Regions from separate parts of the Mus musculus genome. Here region 1 is linked to region 2. Evidence: chromatin contacts called from public Hi-C data. All regions are on one chromosome and are shown on one strand. Each heading gives the region's core, a stretch centred on a gene start, on an enhancer-like site or on the middle of the called end of the contact. The rest is flanking DNA. Distances are from core to core; before and after follow the strand shown. Region 1 overlaps Galnt16 (polypeptide N-acetylgalactosaminyltransferase 16). Region 2 holds the start of Exd2 (exonuclease 3'-5' domain containing 2).

The links. A called contact is a pair of places that touch in the nucleus more often than the background predicts.
Region 1: a contact with region 2 is called in a Hi-C map of nephron progenitors, with 2.7 times the contacts expected there. The contact joins the enhancer-like site here to the promoter of Exd2 in region 2. A contact is called at or near these places in 1 of 484 Hi-C or Micro-C datasets (nephron progenitors), 2 of 115 datasets of contacts at active chromatin or transcription factors (embryonic hindbrain and embryonic stem cells) and 2 of 9 other capture datasets (adipose tissue and pancreatic islet).

Annotation. Positions count from the first base shown.
Region 1 is chr12:80,571,306-80,576,276 of GRCm38.p6, forward strand. It overlaps Galnt16 (polypeptide N-acetylgalactosaminyltransferase 16), which reads left to right. Exons shown (of 15, transcript NM_001081421.2): 2 at 994-1,151; 3 at 4,554-4,652. Among named protein-coding and RNA genes, the nearest start is that of Gm23817, 49 kb to the right of the region's middle. Within about 2 kb of position 3,671, at least 32 of the 459 cell types and tissues checked have an H3K27ac peak or open chromatin away from gene starts, as enhancers often do.
Region 2 is chr12:80,460,376-80,465,290 of GRCm38.p6, forward strand. It overlaps Exd2 (exonuclease 3'-5' domain containing 2), which reads left to right and starts at 2,720. Exons shown (of 9, transcript NM_133798.3): 1 at 2,720-2,905.

The DNA.
Region 1 (4,971 bases), core at 2,421-4,920, 110 kb after region 2:
CAGTTTGATTCAGATAATGAGACGTCAGGGTACATGTATCCATCCATTCATCTCTGATGTGCCTTCCCCTGTACCTCTCTGGGGACTCTGGTTGCAGAGCGTTGGCTGTGGCTAAGGAGTGGGAGGCTGGCCCATTAATTATCCCTCTTTCTCCAGCACTTAGCACCAGTGGGCCTAGTGTATCAGACATGGAGCCACTGAAGCAGCAACAGAAGTCCCAGAGATGCTCCAACACTGTAGTAATAGTGGTCCTGAGGGCTGGGTGCATTAGCCTGTGATGGCTTGCTTTTCCTCAATGGAAACTCTGCAGCAGCTTGTCCAAGCCCTGGCTCTTATCCACCGGCAGCCTGCATATGCCTAACCCGGATCCAGGCTCTTCATCTACAGAACACCCTCTCTAGTTTCTAGTCTCCTTAAGGTACCTTATCCCAGACAACTGATTTTCTCTGGGAAATACCTTCTCTGTATCAAGCAGAGAGCATTGGCTTTTAGAATTATGGCTGGTTTGGGTGTTAGAGAGATAGTTCAGCCAAAACACGCCTGCCACACAAAGTTGGAGGACCTTAGATCAGATCCCCAGAACCTTGTGTTTAAAACAACAACAAAACCGAACCAACCCAAAAACAACCCAAAAGGTGGGTCTAGTGTCTCATGCCTGTATCCCCAGCACAGGGGATGCAGACAGACAGAAGCTCACTGACCAACCAATCAGCGAACTTCAGCATCTCAACCCCACCCTCCACCCTCTCAATGTCCACTTCTGCCCTCAAGTTCATGTACTCTGTATCCATGTGTATACACAGTAGCAAGTACATACCTGCCCCCAAGATAATGGATAGTTTGTATCCAGATTTATAATGTTCTAGTTCTCTCAAGGGGAGGAGCTGAGAGGACCCAGCTGACACTCCTAGGATGTTCTCACAGTATCCTTCCCCATCTCCTCCCATGGAACCCTCCTGTTTGGGCCCTCTCTGATGCTGACCTTTGTCTCAGGTGACAGGAACACCCTCAAAGGGCTTTGATGAGAAGGCGTACCTGTCAGCCAAGCAGCTGAAGCCTGGAGAGGACCCATACAGACAACATGCCTTCAACCAACTGGAGAGTGACAAACTGAGCTCAGACCGACCCATCAGGGACACCCGCCATTACAGGTATGGCATCTGCTGAGTGGACAGGAAGGGAAAACTAAGAAAAGACCAGTGTTGGTCAGCTTGGTTTCTTTCACTCATATGTGTTTATTGTTTTATTACATTTATTTACCTTATTCATGTGTCTGTGTGTGTGTGATCGTGCACACATGCAAACTGTATATATTTTACAAATAAATATGATGTCCTCAGTCTTTATCTAGTGACTTTAGACTTTAAATTATCCTCACTCTCAGAATTATCCTGCCTCCTGTGTTTGTTTGTTCATTCAATCTCTCCTCTCCTCTCCTCTCTTTTCCCTTCCTTTATTCTTTTCTTCTCTTCTCTTCTCTTCTCTTCTCTTCTCTTCTCTTCTCTTCTCTTCTCTTCTCTTTTCTTTTCTTTTCTTTTCTTTTTGGTTTTTCAAGACAGGGTTTCTTTGTGGAGCCCTGGCTGTCCTGGAACTCAGAGACCTGCCTGCCTCTGCCCCCCCCCCCCCCCCCCGGCCTACTATGTCCTACTGGCACTGCCCTACTATATTTCAATGGAAAGGTCATGGAAACCCCCAGCTGAAGGCAGAAGGTTCCCTCTGTCCTCAATCAGACATCCCAGTAAGAGTAGCCTGCCAGGGGACCTCAAGAAAACCCAAGACGGTGAGCCGAATACTGACACAAGGGCTCCAGCCCTTCCCTCTTTAAACAGTAAAAGGCTGTGAACGCCCCTTGGCATCCTTTTCTTTTTTTTTTTTTTTTTTTTTTTTTTTTGGTTTTTGGTTTTTGGTTTTTCGAGACAGGGTTTCTCTGTGTAGCTCTGGCTGTCCTGGAACTCACTTTGTAGACCAGGCTGGCCTCGAACTCAGAAATCCGTCTGCCTCTGCCTCCCGAGTGCTGGTATTAAAGGCGTGCGCCACCATGCCCGGCGTGGCATCCTTTTCTTGCCTCCTTCCCTGGCCCCAGCATCTCCTGTAAAAGCATCCCGGTCTTGATCCTTGTTCTTCTCCTGTGGGAGATGGGCAAGGTCCTAGACCAGGGCCAGAGAAGCCTTCCACCAGTCAGTCCCTGCTTGGTGTGACTGGACTCACAAGGCAAGTCAGCAGCTCTCTTCCTGGGTTCAGTCTGATGTGTCCTATCTCGAGTATGTGCTATCACCTCTTATCTCTTCCTGCCATCACCTGCCATCATCAGAAACATTCTACTCCTTCTGCAGAACCCCTGCCCCCCCCCAACCCCCATGCCTGGCCTCATCTGCCCTTCAGTCAGCATGTGATATTCCTATGTTTTTATTTCCTTCTTTTCTTTTTCTTGATGTGTGTGGCAGGGTGTGTGTGTGTGTGTGTGTGTGTGTGTGTGTGTGTGTGTGTGAAGTATGTGCAAGACCAGGTTTTACAGTATAGCATAGGCTGGCCTGGAATTCACTGTATGTACTCCAGGCTAGCCCTAAACTTTGATTCTCTCCCAGTCTCAGCTCTCAAATGCTGAGATTACAGGTGCTAGCAAACCAACATTTAAGTCCTTTGTCAGTCAGCTTGAGGGCAGCTTCCTCTCTCTCTCTACTGCAAGCAATGGTAGGTTCATGTACTGCTGTTCTTCAAGACCTTCAGTGGACAGCCCTAATCATGGCTAACTCAGTCCTCAGGACCTAGGGGAATCTATGTCCTGACTTCATATGTCAACTGAGGGCTTGGCCTAGATCATCTGTGTCCACCTTCCCACCTCAACCTACCTTGGCTCTCCTCGTGTATTTGCTGAGATACTAAAAGGGGGAACACTGCTGGGGGCTTTGCACACCCAGGGCTGTGGTGGGTTGGTGAGGTGCCATGTGCTACTGCTAAATCCTCTCAGAGGGCTGAAGTAGATCAACGTGTGTGTGTGTGTGTGTGTGTGTGTGTGCACGCACATGCACACTTGTCGCAGGGGGAGCATAGGAGGTACCAGCCTGGTAAAGCCAATGTGCTCCTGCAAACCTTGCCTTCCCCAGATACAGCTTCCACTGGACTCCATGCTGCAGGCTAGCTCCTGGTCCTGGCCTCTGGCTGGGATGCTACTGTCAGAGTGGGAAATGACATAAGGCAGACTTGTTGAGAACATGAGCAAACCTTCCCAATATAGACATGGGACAGCCTCTTGAACAACTCCTGGCTCCTGGGAATTGGGTAGCTAGCTCTACCCGCCATCTAAATCCCAGAAGAATGTAGGTGCGGGGGAAGTTCAAGTCCACCCTTCAGACAAGTGTAGGAGGTTTGCCTCCTACAAGGAGAGAAAAACATTATTATCTAGCTTCTCTCCTTAGACATGACATCTGGGGACAAGGACAAAGAACTGGGACTCTGTAGAACTGTATTCCCCTTGGGAGCCTGGCTTCTGGGAGCAGAAGAGAGACCCTCCCCCCACAGCCCTCCCCACACAAGCAGTGGGACTCCCCGCCTGCCTGACCTGGCCTCTCTGCAGGGCAGGATGTGGGCCTGGGAATTCACACTGTGAGCTACTGTCAGTGGGGTGAACGCTGTAATGAAAAAAATAGTCATCGCTGGAGTAGTGTGGAGCGATTGTAATAAAGAACATCGCTTAGGAAAACCAGCGGAGGCGGGCGCCTGCCTTCCAGCGGTTTGGAGCCAGGAATGAATGCATTCACAGGAGCGATAGATAGGAAGGAAGGCCGGTGGGAATGACGGTTTTAATTCCCTTTGCTGAGATGAGAGGGAGCCGGGGATCCAAAGACAGGTTGGGGGACCCCGGGGCTGCAGAAGAGGGAGCAGAGTGGCAGGGACTGCCCTCAGTGTCTTCTGGGAAGCTGTTGTCCTGCAGGCTTGCCTCCGCCTGATAGCTCTTGCAGGGCTGTTAGTGCTATAGAGAGTGGGAGGGAAGTCCCTCCACCCCCACCCTGCAGGCAGAGTGGGAGGAATTTCTGGCCAGATCCTACCAGAGCTGGGAGACAGGGAAGAAAAAGCATCAGGATGTGAGAAGGCAAAAGGAAGGTGGTTTTCTCCCCAACCCATCTACCTCGCCCCACCGGTCTGCCTCAGCAGCAGTAGCCTCATGCTTTGGCTCCTGGCTGTATCCTGGAGCCTACACATAGACCCTAAACCTTCCCAGAAGTCAGTGCATGTGTGCATGTGTGTGGTGGTACTTTAGGTCTTTGGCAAAGAACCCCCAGGCTTAGGACGACTCCTCAATCTGCAATTTCCTTCCTAGACCCCAGGCCAGGTAGCAAGTGGGTGCTGGGCCCCTGTGGGATGGAACGTCATGTTGTAGGAGGCAGGCTCTATCCTAGCTTTGAGAATTCCTTCTGCATTACAGAGCTGTCTGTCCCAGGGCACAGCAAAGTGGGTATAGAAAAGCACTTAGCGGTCCAGGCATGCCAATACTGTTTGCCTTTGAACCCCCTCACCTCTGACCCCCTTCACCTCTGACTCCCGTCCTTTCTCAGTTGCCCATCCTTGTCCTATTCTTCGGACCTGCCGGCCACCAGTGTCATCATCACCTTCCACAACGAGGCTCGCTCCACACTCCTGCGCACAGTGAAGAGGTAATCCCCTCATCCTTATGGGCTGTCATCTCAGTGGCTCTGTCCCGTGGGGGTCTTTGGTGGCCAGGGAGTTTCTGACTAGTTTCTGTGTAGACACTGTGGAGGCAAGCTCTAGGAGGCTAAGTCTTGTCCAAGAAGCTAGATCTGGTGAATCTTTTGGGAGACACAAGAGGTCAAAAGCAAGAAGTCAAACCCAAGGTCAAATCCAAGAAGGTAGACATTGCAGCAGGCTCTGAGTGGAGCCTGGGCAGGCAGGGCAAGCTGGGTATCAGCCCAGCAGGTTCCTGGTAACCATCAGAGAGATATTCCCCTCCTGCAC
Region 2 (4,915 bases), core at 1,470-3,969:
GCAGCCCCTTGTCAATGACCTCTGGGCTCGAGGGGTGGCTCAGTGGGCTAAGAGTCCTTACTGTGAAAACACCAAGGGCTTGAGTGCAAATCCACGCCACTGTGTGGCTGCACCTGTAACCCCAGCACTGGGAGAGGTTGAGACAGGAACATCACTGGAGTGGGCCTTGCTAGCCAGGGAAGGATTTGAGGACTGGAGTTTCATATGCTTATGAGCTGCCATGTGGGTGCTCAAAGATGGAACCCGGATCCTCTGCAAGAGCAGCAAATGCTCACAATCTAGCTCACATCTCTCGAGCCACCCCACCTTGAAGTTTTATATATTTAATACACTTTGTGGGGGCACGGTTGGGATAAAGTCTTGCTTATGCAGCCCTGGCTGGTCTGGAACTTGATATATAAATCAAAGTGGTCTTGAATTTGTAGTAATACTTCTGCTTCAGTACCCCTGCCCCACCCCCACCCAGTGCTGGGATGATAGGTATGTACCACAATACTTGTCCTCTCCTCCCCACCCCGTGTGTGTGTGTGTGTGTGTGTGTGTGTCTGTGTTTTAGACTGGGCCTCCCTCATATAGCTGAGGCTGGCTGAACTTGGTCTTCTTGCCTCCATCTCCCAAGAGCTGGAATTACAGGCTTGTGCCCTGCCACCCAGCTTCAATCTATCACCTTTAACTCTCCTGTGGTGATATTTCTTCTGTGGTCTACATGTCTGTGGCTACATGTCATCTGGCCACTCTTTGCCCTCCAGCTCCAGCAGATCCAGAAGTAGCCTTGTGTTGCCTTCTTGCAAAGCTGGATTTGGAGTTCTTTATCTATTTCAACTCCTCCAAAGAATCTACTAGAACAAAAGCAGGACAGAATGACAGACTTTACTGACCTTTGTCTCTGGAAGATCAAACACCTTAAACTTTTCTCTCTTCCTTAACAACTCTCTTCTATAGTTGTATTCTCCTTCCAAGAACTTTAAATTCTTTGCTGACTCTTCTCTGATTTTCTGTATTCCCTCCTTTCTTCCCTCCCTCCTTCTCTTTTTTTCTTTAAAACCAAGTCTCTAATGTCAGCCAAGCTAGTCCCAAACTCACTACTTGTATGGCCAATGGCCTTGAACTTCTGATCTTCAGGCTTCCCCCTCCCAAGTTCTGGGGTTATAGGCATGTGCCATTTACTTTATATAAAGTGTTGGGATTATAGGCATGTACCACTTACTTTGTATAAAGTCTTAGAGTTTCTTGTCTCCTTGTCATCTTCACCTCAATCCCTTAGTGATTTCCTCCAAAACAAAGAGAATTCATATTTAACCTGTGGGTTGTTCAGTGACTTATCCCTTTGTGTGATGTGTGAGAATAGCACCATGTCTGAGAGGATTTTATAGAGTTCTAAAATTATTATGGGCATTTCCCTCAAATTTCTGTATCTTCAAAAGATGTCCTCTCACTTCTCACATTGTATGTGTGTGTGCTCAAGTGCTACTGTGGATGTTTCCAACCAGCCTCTAAGCTTCTTGAGTGGACAGAAAAAGATGAAAATTTATAAACAAAACAAAACTCCTTCCTTTTTGAGATAGCGTTTCGTGTAACCCAGGCTTACCTCAAATTTATCATTGTAGCCTGAGGTCTAGATCCCCACCACTGCATAAACGGGGTGTGGTGGCCCAAGCCTGCCTGTAATCCTAACACTTGGGAGATGGAAGCTGGAAGATCAGGAATCTAAGGTCACCTTTGCTCACATTTTGAGAGTTGAGAGCCAGATTGTGCTACACAACACCCTGCTTTAACCCCCTTAAAAAAAAAATCAATCCTGAATGAATGGTTTCATATATAGACAATATTGTGGTTGTTATGAGGATATAGGGACCAGGAGAGATGACAACAGTAAAGAGCACTGGTTGCTCTTCTGGAGGACCCAGGTTCAATTAACAGCCCCCACACAATAGCTCAACACTTTCTATAATTTTTTTTCCTTTTCTTTTCTTTCTTTCTTTTTTTTTTTTTTGGTTTTTTGAGACAGGGTTTCTCTGTGTAGCTCTGGCTGTTCTGGAACTCACTCTGTAGACCAGGCTGGCCTCGAACTCAGAAATCCACGCCGGCTCTATAAATCTTTTCCAGGGGCTCAACGCCCTCTTCTGGCATCTTCAGACATGTACGAGAGGGGAGAGGGAGAGAGGGAGAGGGAGGGAGAGAGAGGGAGATGGGGAGAGGGGAGAGAGAGAGAGAGAGAGAGAGAGAGAGAGAGAGAGAGAGAGAGAGGGAGAGAGAGAGAGAGAGAGAGAGAGAGAGAGAGAGAGAGAGAGAGAGAGAGAGAGAGAGAGAGAGAGAGAGATTAATGGCTATAATATATAACGCGAATGAAGAGCACATTCTGTAAACAGTTTCCTTATTTTCCCGCTCGAATATAAGAAAATTAATGGGGGTGGGTGGGTATGGGGGACTTTTGGTATAGCATTGGAAATGTAAATGAGCTAAATACCTAATAAAAAAATGGAAAAAAAATAAGAAAATTAATGTAGTGGAGAAACGCTACCCTGGGTAAAAGAGAAAAAATGTCCTGTGTTGCATTTGTGAGCGAAAGTTCAATAGGCTTCTTCCTTCAAAGCCAAAACCAAAAGACGAAGCGGCATCTCAGAAAACACCACTTTTCTGAAGACATTAAGTCTTCGCAATTATAACCCTCCTTCCCCATCCTTTAACCGAGAACCTGGGGAGGAAATGCTGCCCTAGCGGCTTCCGTACAAAATGGCGCGGCCCATAGGCACACACCACGGGGGTTGTATCCTCCTGGCCAGCCACTGGGCCGGAAGTGGCTACGGCTTTTATGCATCCGGGTGGGTGCGCCCAGACCGCCGCGGGGGTTCCAGCTTGTCAGCGTGGGGTGCCGCAGGTGTTCGGTCGAGGCTGGAGGCCGCAGGTAAGGGAAGCTCGGGTTGGCAAAGTCCTCTCTGGGGTTGTGTGGCAGGCAGAGGGGTTTCCAGCGCGGCTCGAGAGGGTGGTGATGCTGAAGGGACCACTTTGCGCGTGGGCGACTGTTGGGCTGCAGAGGTGCCCAGGCGTTGTTGGCACTGCCCCTCTCCCCGCCCTGAGGCGCGGCCTCTTGGCCCCTCACTCTCGGTGTGGGCGGTTGAGCCCTCAGGTTCGGGGAGGACTCGTCCCGCCATTGGTCCCCAAGCCTTCCCGGGCCGCCCCTTTCCATCCGCCCGTCTCCTCGTCAGGAGCATCCACCAACCCTTCAAGGCTTTCTGACCTCGTCAGTTAAAAAGCAGCCCCCGCCGGGGTTCCTCCGGGCTTCGGGGGACCCGCCCCACCCGGGACCTGCGGGGCCACATCGCTCGCCGCCCGTCGATTTGCTGGGCACCACCTCTGGCTTTGGCTTTTCACCTTTGGCTTTGGCTTTTTTTTTTTGGCGGGGCAGATCAAACTAGAACTTTAAATCTTATTTATTAAAAATGGACAGCTGTTCACCAAAATTCAGACAACTCAAGTATTTATAAGCTTTGGTACACGATTGGACGCAAATTCCCTTATGTAACCATTCCTTAGAAACACAGAACTGTTTTGTTTTTAGTAACTTTTTTTTCTTTTTTTCTTTTTTTTTTTTTCTTTTTTAAAGAACTGGAGTAGTGGGGAGGGGGAGGGTCTCTCGCTATGTAGCCCTTTCTGGCCTGGAACTCAGGGATCTGTTGGCCTCTGCCAAGTGCTGGGATTAAGTCAAGATTTATTTTTGTTTATGTGTGTGCGTTATTTGGAGCCGGAGTTGCAGCCGCCTGTGAGCTGCCTGGTGGGAGGGAGTGTGCTAGGAGCTGAATTTGCGTCCTCTGGAAAAGTAGCTGGTGCTGTTGAATTATTTTGTTGAAAATACATCTTTTTCTCTTCACATAATATATTCCGACTGTGGTATCCACTTCCTCCACCCCTTCCAGTTCCTCCCCACCTCCCTTCCCATCCGAATCCACTCCCTTTCTGTCTCAATTAGAAAACAAACAGGCTTCTAAGGGGTTATAATAAAATCGAACAAAATAAAATATAAGCTAAATAAAACCATCAAATCAAAATTGGACAAGACAAACAGCAAAGACACCAAGAGAAGACATACGAGTCAGAGACCTGCTTGTTTGAATCCTCAGGGATCCCATAAAAACACTAAACTGGAAGCTGTAACTTAGTGGAGGACCTGTTGAACTCCTGCGTGGGCCCTGGGCATGAAGCCCCAGCCTCTCATGAGTTCCTATGAGCTTTGTTGAGTTCATGTAGAGGGTCTTGTTTTTTAGTGTCCTTCATCCCCTGTGGCTCTTACACTCTTTCCACCTCCTCTTTGGGGTGTGGGGTCCCTAAGCCCTGAGGGGAAGGGTTTGATGGGAGGCACCACATTTAGAGCTGAGTGTTCGAGGTTTGTCACTGTCTTAGTTAGGGTTTTACTGCTGTGAACAGACACCATGACCAAGGCAAGTCTTATAAAAACAACATTTGATTGGGGCTGGCTTACAGGTTCAGAGGTTAAGTCCATTATCATCAAGGTAGGAGCATGGCAGTATCCAGGCAGGCATGGTGCAGGCAGAGCTTAGAGTTCTATGTCTTCATCCAAAGGCTGCTAGTGGAAGACTGACTTCCAGGCAACTAGGGTGAGGATCTTAAGCCCACGCCCACAGTGACCCATCTATTCCAACAAGGCCACACCTCCAAATGGTGCCATTCCCTGGCCCAAGAATATACAAACCATCACAGTCACTCTGCACAGTGTCCAGCTGTGGGTCTCAGTATTCACATTCTGCTACAGGAGAAAACTCTTGATAAAAGCTGAACTGATCTAGGAGTATAGCAGTATGTCATTAGGAGTCATTTTACTGCCTCCCCCTTTATGAAGAGTGGTATTTGTTCTCACCCAGGTCCCTGGATTATCTAGTTTCTTGCTGTTGGTCACCAC